Regions from separate parts of the Zea mays genome. Here all the other regions are linked to region 2. Evidence: chromatin contacts called from public Hi-C data. All regions are on one chromosome and are shown on one strand. Each heading gives the region's core, a stretch centred on a gene start, on an enhancer-like site or on the middle of the called end of the contact. The rest is flanking DNA. Distances are from core to core; before and after follow the strand shown.

The links. A called contact is a pair of places that touch in the nucleus more often than the background predicts.
Region 1: a Hi-C map of tassel shows a contact between it and region 2, with 4 times the contacts expected there. The contact joins the promoter of LOC100277712 here to the promoter of LOC103649680 in region 2. A contact is called at or near these places in 5 of 25 Hi-C or Micro-C datasets (bundle sheath, ear, endosperm and 2 more).
Region 3: a contact with region 2 is called in a Hi-C map of ear, with 5 times the contacts expected there. The contact joins the promoter of LOC100281408 here to the promoter of LOC103649680 in region 2. A contact is called at or near these places in 11 of 25 Hi-C or Micro-C datasets (bundle sheath, ear, endosperm and 3 more) and 1 of 3 datasets of contacts at active chromatin or transcription factors (leaf).

The regions. Positions count from the first base shown.
Region 1 is chr3:11,034,112-11,037,490 of Zm-B73-REFERENCE-NAM-5.0, reverse strand. LOC100277712 reads right to left here and starts at 1,934. Exons shown (of 1, transcript NM_001371599.1): 1 at 1,157-1,934. The coding sequence starts at 1,844. The coding sequence ends at 1,485.
Region 2 is chr3:10,684,724-10,687,860 of Zm-B73-REFERENCE-NAM-5.0, reverse strand. It overlaps LOC103649680, which reads left to right and starts at 1,392. Exons shown (of 3, transcript XM_020550664.3): 1 at 1,392-1,879; 2 at 1,989-2,201; 3 at 2,309-2,705. The coding sequence starts at 1,817. The coding sequence ends at 2,413.
Region 3 is chr3:10,950,992-10,954,231 of Zm-B73-REFERENCE-NAM-5.0, reverse strand. It overlaps LOC100281408 (boron transporter-like protein 2), which reads right to left and starts at 1,897. Exons shown (of 14, transcript NM_001365686.1): 1 at 1,715-1,897; 2 at 1-5. The coding sequence starts at 5.

The DNA of each region.
Region 1 (3,379 bases), core at 685-3,184, 350 kb before region 2:
GGAGAGATGTAGTATATGTTTTTACTATAATAGATGTAGACATAAACACACATGTGGTGTAGTGGTAGCTACGAGCACATTTACTTGATGAGAGGCCGCGAGTTTGAATTCCCTTGGGGCCTGTTTTTTAATTTAATTTTAGCTAGGCGTGGGATGTACATGAGAATGAAAATGAGCTTTGTGGGGAGGGGAGAATGAGAAAGAAAACAGTGAATGATGACTGAACATGAGAATGAATTGTGCGCGGAGGGAGGAATCGGAAAGGCAGAACAGAGAATGGTGATAATGGACTGTGCGGGGAGGGAGAAATCTGAAAGGTAGAACAGGAAATGGGAATGACAGAACATAGAATAACAGCCTATCTCTTACTGCCTTAATAAGTAGTAGAGGTATAAGGTGTAACCAATTTTATTCTAGTCTATAAAATAAGGCAGACTCTCTCTTTAAACACGTATACATCAATACAATAGTACCAACGTTAGAGAGAATTAAAGACATCCCTAACATGTTCGCTTGACTTCAATCTATACCGGCTTCTACAGCTTATACGGTGTTTTTGTCTCTACGAGTTTAACTGTAACAATCGACTTTAATCCGAAGTGAATAGATAAACCTGGACGAGAGAATCGATTTTAATCCGAAGCGAACTGATAAACCAGGACGAGAGAAGTCCATTGGCTAGTTTAATCCAGTTAAAATCAATTAATAGTTAGTCAGTTTGCACTTGAATGTTTTAGTCATTTAACTATTAGTTACCATGCATCAAACCGGCAATCCACCGGAGTAGTTTTTATACGCGGACGTCAGTTTCAGGGACGGAGGTTTGGCAGTACGGGGGCGTGAAGCGTTGCCGTGCCTGATTGGTGCGGATGTGCGACGTGACTGGGATAACAGACACACTCGGACTCGGACGAAAAATCTTGCGAGGCTTGACGGGGACAGGATTCACAGCTGACTTCGGTGCGTGCCGAAAGGGACACGACAGCCATTGGGGAAGCTCTGCCTCTCTCTCTCTCTCTCACTGACGCTTCGTGTTGATGACGAATGATGCAGGACATGGTCGGATGTGATTCTAATAAAATTTTAGGACTCCAAGCATGCCCTTGAGTACTTTGCAGGCAGTTTGCAGAGGATCGAAAAGAAGATGTGTTTGCTGTTGCAGTACAAGAGGAAAACACATACGTATTAATTTACCAAGTCAAACCGAAAACATCACCACTCCATAACATTTAGCGCAAGAACTAATGGTACACAGCTACATGAACATATATCTCTACTGGGTCGCAGCCGATCGAGTCGGGTCGGGAGGGACACCATCCTAATACTAGTCCCCCTCCTCCATCTCCATCTCCATCTCCTCCGCAGCAACACCGGCACTCGCCACGCTATTCATTTTTTTTTAACAAGGACGGACGGAAGCTGGAAAGGTTCAAGCACACGCACGTATGTACAGACACGGGCTGCCACGGCGATCTGGCCGGCGGCTAGGGCCTGGCGTCGGGCGCGGCGGAGGCGAGGCGGGACGCGATGGCGGAGTGGTACATGGCGTCGTGGAAGCTCTCCGTCTCCATCATCTGCACGCGCAGCCGCCGCGCCTTGTCCTCCGTCAGCACGCCGAACCGCCTGGCCGAGGCCGAGGCCGAGGCCGGCCCCCGCGGCAGAGGCTCGTCCTCGGACGCCGGCCGCGCGTCGATGTAGTCCGGCTGCCCGGACCACCCCAGCAGCGGCGCCCACCACTTGGCGCCGTCGCCGACGGGGCGCGCCCTCGCCGTGGCAGAGCAAGCGCAGGGCCGGGCCGGAGCCGGCGGGCGGACGGAGAAGACCATCCCTGATGACACTGCCATGGATGGAAGTTCTGGATTCGGACGAGAAAGAGGTTTGAGGCTGACTGTGTGTTGAGTTTGCGACCTGCGGGTGGATTGGGATTGGGATTGGGATTGGGATTGCAAAGGTGGTGGTGGCCTGGGGGGATTATAAAGCGTGCGACAAGAACGGAGGGGCCGAGCCCAACGAGTGGATAAGGTTTCGTGCAGGCCAGGCGAGCGGGGCCGCGGCATGCGTCGTGCGGTGCGCTTTTTCTCGAGCGCGGGCCGTCGCTTTTAGAGCATGTATTTCAACTATCAAGGGCTAAATGAAAAAACAAAGACGGGGTTTTATAAGTTTAGAAACGGTTCTAGTCATACAATCAACACAAATAAGCTAGTCATATAATCAACACAAATAAATCGTATTTTGAGAGGTTCTATTATAAAAAAAATATAAGACTTAAATACATTAGATTATATAACAAGGTTTTTACGTATATTTAATGCTCAGAGAACTATAACCTAGTATCTTACACATGTCCTGGGTTGGGCCGATCGGGATGGGGCCGGCTTTTTTCTTGCTTTTCGGACAACTTCGCTGGGACGGTGGCTCGCTCTGCGGCTTCTCTGCCGTCGGGTTCGGGGTCCGTTTCAAATACGCGGGCGGCGGGCACACCGCCTTTTTTTTTACTCTTTAGATCGTTTTTAAAAGGAAATTTGAAATTAATCCCATCAAAATTTTATTTCCAAATCAAGGTGTCGCTAATGTATACTGTCAAAAAAAAACTATGCCACATCGGTCAACGTCCTACTGACTAAGAGCATCTCCAACAACGTGATCTATAAAAATATCTTATAATTTAAAAATAAGTATATTTTATAGAATTTAGGGCACCAACAAAACACCCTGCTCCAACAGTAAAGCTTCACATCTAGATTATAGGGCAGCCCACTACGGTGTAGTATATTTGAGTCACTTGAGAGGGTGTTATATAGTTTTTTGACAAAATTTTATGAAATAAGACACTGTTGGAGTAGTTTTCTCTATGTAGAGCCCTATATTTCAATTTTAGTCACTAGTTTGAGGCATTATTGGAGATGCTCTTAACGAGGTGTTGGGGACGGCTTTAATGCAGGAAATCCAGCTCCAATCCAACTTATTTCAATCAAACATCGCCGACTCCACAAAAATGTGAATCTACCTATTAGCTCCACATTTTTTGGTGGAACCTTAAAAAAGTGCTACAGAAATCTTTATTTTATAATTTGTCAAAGAGTTATACGGTAATTACCTATTGCCATCCATTACACAACTCTCTCCTAGGTAGTGTTCGAGGAAAAAAAAGATCGGTTCCACCCCCATCTTGTGGACGTCCCCAGCAACACCTCCCATTAACCGTCGCGAACTGGCACTCCTGCCTCCCATCACCCCTCATGCACCAGCCTCGTGCGATGCTCGGTCACTCCAACACCAACGCCTCGTGCGTCGCTCGCCCCCTTCCGCCCCACCCTCCTTGGCAAGTATGTGCGTGATGGAAAAGAGATGGGGCTAGAAAAGATGACATATAGGTCCA
Region 2 (3,137 bases), core at 143-2,642:
TATATCCTAGGAGCAACAATCAAAATTGTAGTCATCATATGAACTATATATCCTAGGAGCAACAATCAAAACTAATAATCGAAAAATTACAACATAATATACAAAACAAATCAGTGAGACACCATACCTTGGTATACAAAGTATTCCAACTCGAATCTGGCCGTTTTTTAAGATGATTTGAATGGAGGCGAAGTTGAGAAATGAGGAGGACGTCCCTCTCGGCCAGCAGAACGGACGATTTATAAGACTTCCTAGCTCGGCGCCAAAATCTGTGGCGTCAAGCTAGGAGGGTCACGTCAGCGCCACGCCAGCCCTAGCCACCGCGAGCCACCACCACCACGTCAAAGCTCGGCGCATAGCCTATGGCGCCGAGCTGTGTTACCTCGGCGTCGTAGCTGATGGCGCTGAGCTTCGGGTCCAAATCCTGAAATAAGTCATCTATGTGTCTAATGTAAATTTTTGTTAGAAAAAAGATTAAAAAACAAAAAAATCGGTCCGATCGGTCTCCCCCATCACGGTACTCTCCATCCTGACGGCCGCTTCCTCCATCCTACCTGGCCAAACGGGCCGCCCGGCCCGACCCGGGCCCGGTGAAGCCTGACTCGTTTTGGGCCTAGCCCGCCAAACACGGTTAGAAAATTGGGTCGGGCCATCTAAGCATGCGGGCTCGTTTCTCTGTCCGAGCACGGCCCACAGCGGGCCTAAACGGGTCGGACCAGCCCGGTAAGCACGGAAAAAGCGAGCCGAAAAACGGACTAAGCGGGCCAGTAAGCACAGTTTAGTGCAAAAAATCAGGCTTAGAGGTAAACGGGCCGGTAAGCACAGTTTCCTGTTCGAGCCCGGCCCCACATAGAACTAGATGTGCTGGGCTTAGATTGGACCCAAATAAAGGGCTTCGTGCTGGGCTCGCGGCCGCCCATTCATCCATCCCTTTGCCCCCTTCCCTGCTGCTTTCTCCAACCCGCCTCCACGCATCTAGGGATGAAAGTGGTAATCCGAACTGTTAGAACAAATTTAATATTTTAAAATAGATATATATAAAATTTGATGTTGATCTTTTCTTATGTTATCAAGCACATTAGTACAAATATGAATAAAATATTATATAAGTTGTTTTATATATTATTTGCTCCCTACAACACAAAAAGTTAAAAAAATTACCGAATTTGTTTCCGAATCCATACCGAAGTTTATATCTATTATTTGAGAAAATGTAGGATGAATTTAAGATTTATCTTTTATGAATCTTAACAAGCTGGATGTTAAAAACAAGAATACAAATTTATATTGTATATTCTATATCATATTTATTCGCAATCAAAGAAAAAACTGATTACCGAATAAATACCGTTTCCGACCGTTTTCATCCCTAACGCATCTAACGAGGACGCCGACATTCTGCCCATTGTCTCCATCATGCGTGCCCATACTGCCAGCCTCTCCCTCCATAGATGACCTCAACAACGAGGAAAACCTGGCTCGACATTGAAGTATAGGAGCACCTTGAGGCGAGGGTTGGATTTCAACTCGTTCTTGGAAGACGAAGAAAGAGCGCTCGTACCGACACCGGCTTCAGATGGTGAGCTCACGGGCACAGGAGGGCTCAGCACCACCACTGGCATGCGGACAGGGGGGCGCGACGTCGCAAGCTCCAGCATGGGCCGCGATAGGGCTGGGCCTGGACTCGCCACCGCGAGCCTCGACATGGTGAGCACTGGGCGCGGCCTCACCACCGCGAGCACTACGCGCGACAGAGCACGAAGTCGGAATAGTAGCGTTGTGTGCAACATTGGCTCTTTGTCCGCAGGGCGCGGCAATGGCGCCACGATCGCAGGGCCCGGTGTCACCACACCGAATGAAGCTACGGCTCATGTGGCAGGTGTGCTGTAGATGTTCGATAAAATGCTCACTAGTGTCTTGTGTTAGGTCTACATGTTCTTCTGAACCCCACTTGTTTGTTAAAATGTTAACACAATCTTACTTTGTAGACGTTATTTTCGATGGAGTACCACAGTCCGAGAAAGGATCCGGACGTGGAAAGTGGCCATCACAAGGTTCGCAAGGGTCTGTTCGTTTTATTCGTGGCCACGAACATGGGAGCGCCCTGCGCCTACAAGCCTCCACGATCTAATTTAATTGATGTGGGCGATTCGCAACCCAACGAAGAGGAACAACATGCTGAACCACTAATTGAAAACAATGTAAATTTCTTCCCACTATTTTTTTCTATTGTACTCCAGGACGTTAACTGTGTATATGTTTTAAATTCCTAAACTTTATTTGCATGCATGTTTTTAATTTTGAGTAGAATGAAGTTATGACAAAGCAGCTTGGACTTTTGAGAACACTAGAGGGTTTTGTGAAATTTGTATCCAAGAAATCAATGCTGGTAATAGGTCGAATGACATCATGACTACCCGTGGTCACAACAACATAGCTGAAAAGTACAAGATAGCAACATGACTGCACCATTCAAGGCTTCAATTGAAGAATAAATTGGACTTACTGAAAGGTCGACATGAATAATATTCGAGATCAAATTGCTGCATTGTTTGCTAGAAGACTGTAATTTTATTTATATATACTTTCTTTTGGCCAAATAAGATGTACCAACTGGCACAATTCTATTTTCGTATCTTTAAATGTATGATCGTTACAATGCCATAATTGCAAAAAATCAAATAAACAAATAAGGGCATTTTTTATTTTGTGTCTTAGATAAGACTAATCTACGTTTTTATAATTTAGGCTACGAAACAACTATATATAGACTACGAAATAGTTAAATAAGTTACTTTATTGAGTGGATTCAAACTGTCTAAAATAAAGAGATCCAAACGGGGCGTAAGCTGAAACAAATAGAACCAAAGAAGCTATACGTTGTCTAGCCAACTTAAAGTGATTATTCGGCGTTTGAAAGCGATAAGGCCAGTTGGGTGTGCGTGTGTGCGGTGGAGGTGGGGGGTTCGTCACTGGGGAGGTATTGAGGATGCCTTGGCTATCTTTCAGTTTCAGCTACTTTCAAGTTGAGATGTTGTCAAAGCACCAACGACCTGTACGCTGAGATGTTGTCAAAGCACCAACGACCTGTAGCAAATGTGTCTGAAACTACTACTAAGATATATGAGAGGCGTGGT
Region 3 (3,240 bases), core at 648-3,147, 270 kb before region 2:
TCCATCTGAGTGAGGAAACACAACATCATATTTAATAGTAATAAAACGGAGGCCTAAATAGAAAAAAAGTGATATTAGCCTTAACATCGGGTTATCCACAAACAAGGTAGGCTCTTTTTTAGGGGAATAGAGCATTGGAGCCAATCACTACCAAAATAGCATAGCTGTCCATGAAAAAAAAGGCAATCCGGACAAACTTCGATATGAGAAGTTAAAGCCATCATATGCGTCTTGTGTTAACTTATATAATGTATGTAATGCGAGGTTCTGATTTTCTTCGTGCAACAACTTTTTAAATAACCGTTCGAACAATTTAATCCAGCAGCTATACCAAAACTAGTGCAAAATGCTCTGATGAACTAGAATTAGAGCACTAAAAACTGTTCCGGCGGAAAAATTGCAGCTCACAGTCTGGTCCAAGAGGTCCCCTCCACGGGTGGGACCCAGTCCTAACGCAGAGCAAGGAACGAACGAACGCACGGATCGATTTTTCCACGACGACTTTTAAGGAGAAATAACAGCTGTGCGCGATGCACGTCCAGAACCGGTCAAACAAATAAGTAAAAGAAGACTTCTACAAGAAAAAGGCACGCGACGCACGGGTGTGTGCGACGAATTTTCTAGCGAATACAAGCAGAAGCAGTGGAAAAACAAGGAGCACGAGATTCGGATGCTGGAGCCGTTTAAAAAAACACCACATAAACAGAAAATCGCTGAGGCGATCGTCGGAGACAGCCGCGAAAACCTCTGCAAATCCCCCACTCCCAGGGGGGAAAAAATCAATCTCCGGATGGTCGGAGTGAAACCACACACACCGGCGTTGGTTCTAAAAACACGCACATACACACATAGTGCAAGCATGAGCCAGTCGTCATGCATGGACGCATGCACACACACACACACACCGCTGAGAGAGAGAGAGAGAGAGAGAGAGAGAGAGAGAGAGAGAGAGAGAGAGAGAGAGAGAGAGAGAGAGAGAGAGAGAGAGAGAGAGAGAGAGAGAGAGAGAGAGAGAGAGAGAGAGAGAGAGAGAGAGAGAGAGAGAGAGAGAGAGAGAGAGAGAGAGAGAGAGAGAGAGAGAGAGAGAGAGAGAGAGAGAGAGAGAGAGAGAGAGAGAGAGAGAGAGAGAGAGAGAGAGAGAGAGAGAGAGAGAGAGAGAGAGAGAGAGAGAGAGAGAGAGAGAGAGAGAGAGAGAGAGAGAGAGAGAGAGAGAGAGAGAGAGAGAGAGAGAGAGAGAGAGAGAGAGAGAGAGAGAGAGAGAGAGAGAGAGAGAGAGAGAGAGAGAGAGAGAGAGAGAGAGAGAGAGAGAGAGAGAGAGAGAGAGAGAGAGAGAGAGAGAGAGAGAGAGAGAGAGAGAGAGAGAGAGAGAGAGAGAGAGAGAGAGAGAGAGAGAGAGAGAGAGAGAGAGAGAGAGAGAGAGAGAGAGAGAGAGAGAGAGAGAGAGAGAGAGAGAGAGAGAGAGAGAGAGAGAGAGAGAGAGAGAGAGAGAGAGAGAGAGAGAGAGAGAGAGAGAGAGAGAGAGAGAGAGAGAGAGAGAGAGGGAGGGAGGGAGGGAGAGGGAGGGAGGGAGAGGAGGCGACGCCAGAAGAACAGTCTGGGGACACCATGAGTAACTCTCCGAATCTGCAGACATCGACGCGGCATCCGGCGACGAGGTAACGCGCACATGGACCGAACCGAACCCACCCGATCGGGCAGTAGATCGAAGCCGTACCGTGTTCGAAGCGGCGCGGCGGCGGCGGCGGAGGTGAATTGACGAGGGAGTTGAGGCGGCGGAGCGTTTGGATCCGCAATGGCGCGCGCGCGCGCGCGCGCGTTCTCCTCTCCTCGGGGCGGCGCGGAGCCCTAGGCAGGGGGGCGAGGGCGAGGGCGAGGGCGCGGCGTGGGCTTTGTCGAGGTAGAGTCTCGCCCGGATGCCGGTATTTATGTGTGAGCCGAGAAGAGAAGGCAAGGCAGGCAGCCGAGCGCGGCGAGGGAGGAGGACGCGCTCTCGAGTCTCGATCAATGCTGCCTGGCGTCTCGTCTCGCTCACTGTCGAGTTTGGGCTGGGCCGCAGCCCGCAGGTGCGACCCTTGTCCGTCTTGGCTGCCTCACGAGTGGAGCCGCCCGCAAGTGACACTTGGAAGGGGCCCACCGCTGGCGATCCGCAGGGGGGGGTCCACCCGGCACGTGGCGTGGAGGAGCGCGCCTGTGCCTGGCCTGGCCGCAGTCCGGACTCCGGACCGCACCGGCAGCGGCGGCTGAGGCCCCGTGACGGAGAGCCAAAGGTCAACGGCTTCCCGTCCCATGTTTCATAGTACTCACACACACACACACATGTGAGCACCCTTCTGGTCGATACGTACACAAGCGCGCCATATCACATCCGCACCTTTCAGGGCCGCTACTAACAGGCTAGCAACAGCACCGTATCCCGGAGGGAGATGGGTGCAGTGCAGGCCGAGGTCGGGGTCGGGGTCTCCCGTACGACGGTGCCTGTCGCTGCAACAAAAAACTGCCTATCTATCACCCACCGAGAAAATGCCACGGCACCACCAGTCCTGCAGTCCAAGTACGTACCACACACGTCCACGTACGACGCGATCCTCCCGCGGCCGAGCGTAAAATTCCCTTCAGACCTTGGAAGCTCATGGCCCATCACTACTAGTTTCTTGTGACGGCAGGGTTGGAGCTGCAGCAACAAATAATATTATTACGTCGATAATGATTGCAATCTTTAGGTTGACATCATTCGTTTCGGACCGAACCAAAGTCAACTCGAACAATTTTACGTCACACGTGAGCCAACGTTCATAGTAACTCCTCTCACACTTAATCGAAGGGACCCGATCTATCTCCAGTTGCGGTCACCTACCCCGTCTCTAAGCCAACCCGGCCTCATCGTCATAATAGCGTTACCATCCAACACCGGTTTTTTTGTTCAATTTAGCCGTTAGGTTGATCTCATTCGGCCCCGTTGATAAATTTTAAAATTACGGTCAAGGGACCAGCTTTCAACTCCCACGCACTAACCGGGACGCAACACAGTCTGGTGCTGCACAGGAAACAGCCACCCAGGTTACATACCACCGATGGGGGCAAAACTTGCTATACTTCTTCCCCGTCTGGTGCTGCCCGGTGGGGTTTAAGCGCCCTGTGATCGTTTGGTTGTCAGGGTGTCCAGTGACTCTACTAACACATCTCTCTTCAAATGTATAAATGAACAAATGTATAAATGAACGTATAAATAGAATAACAGAT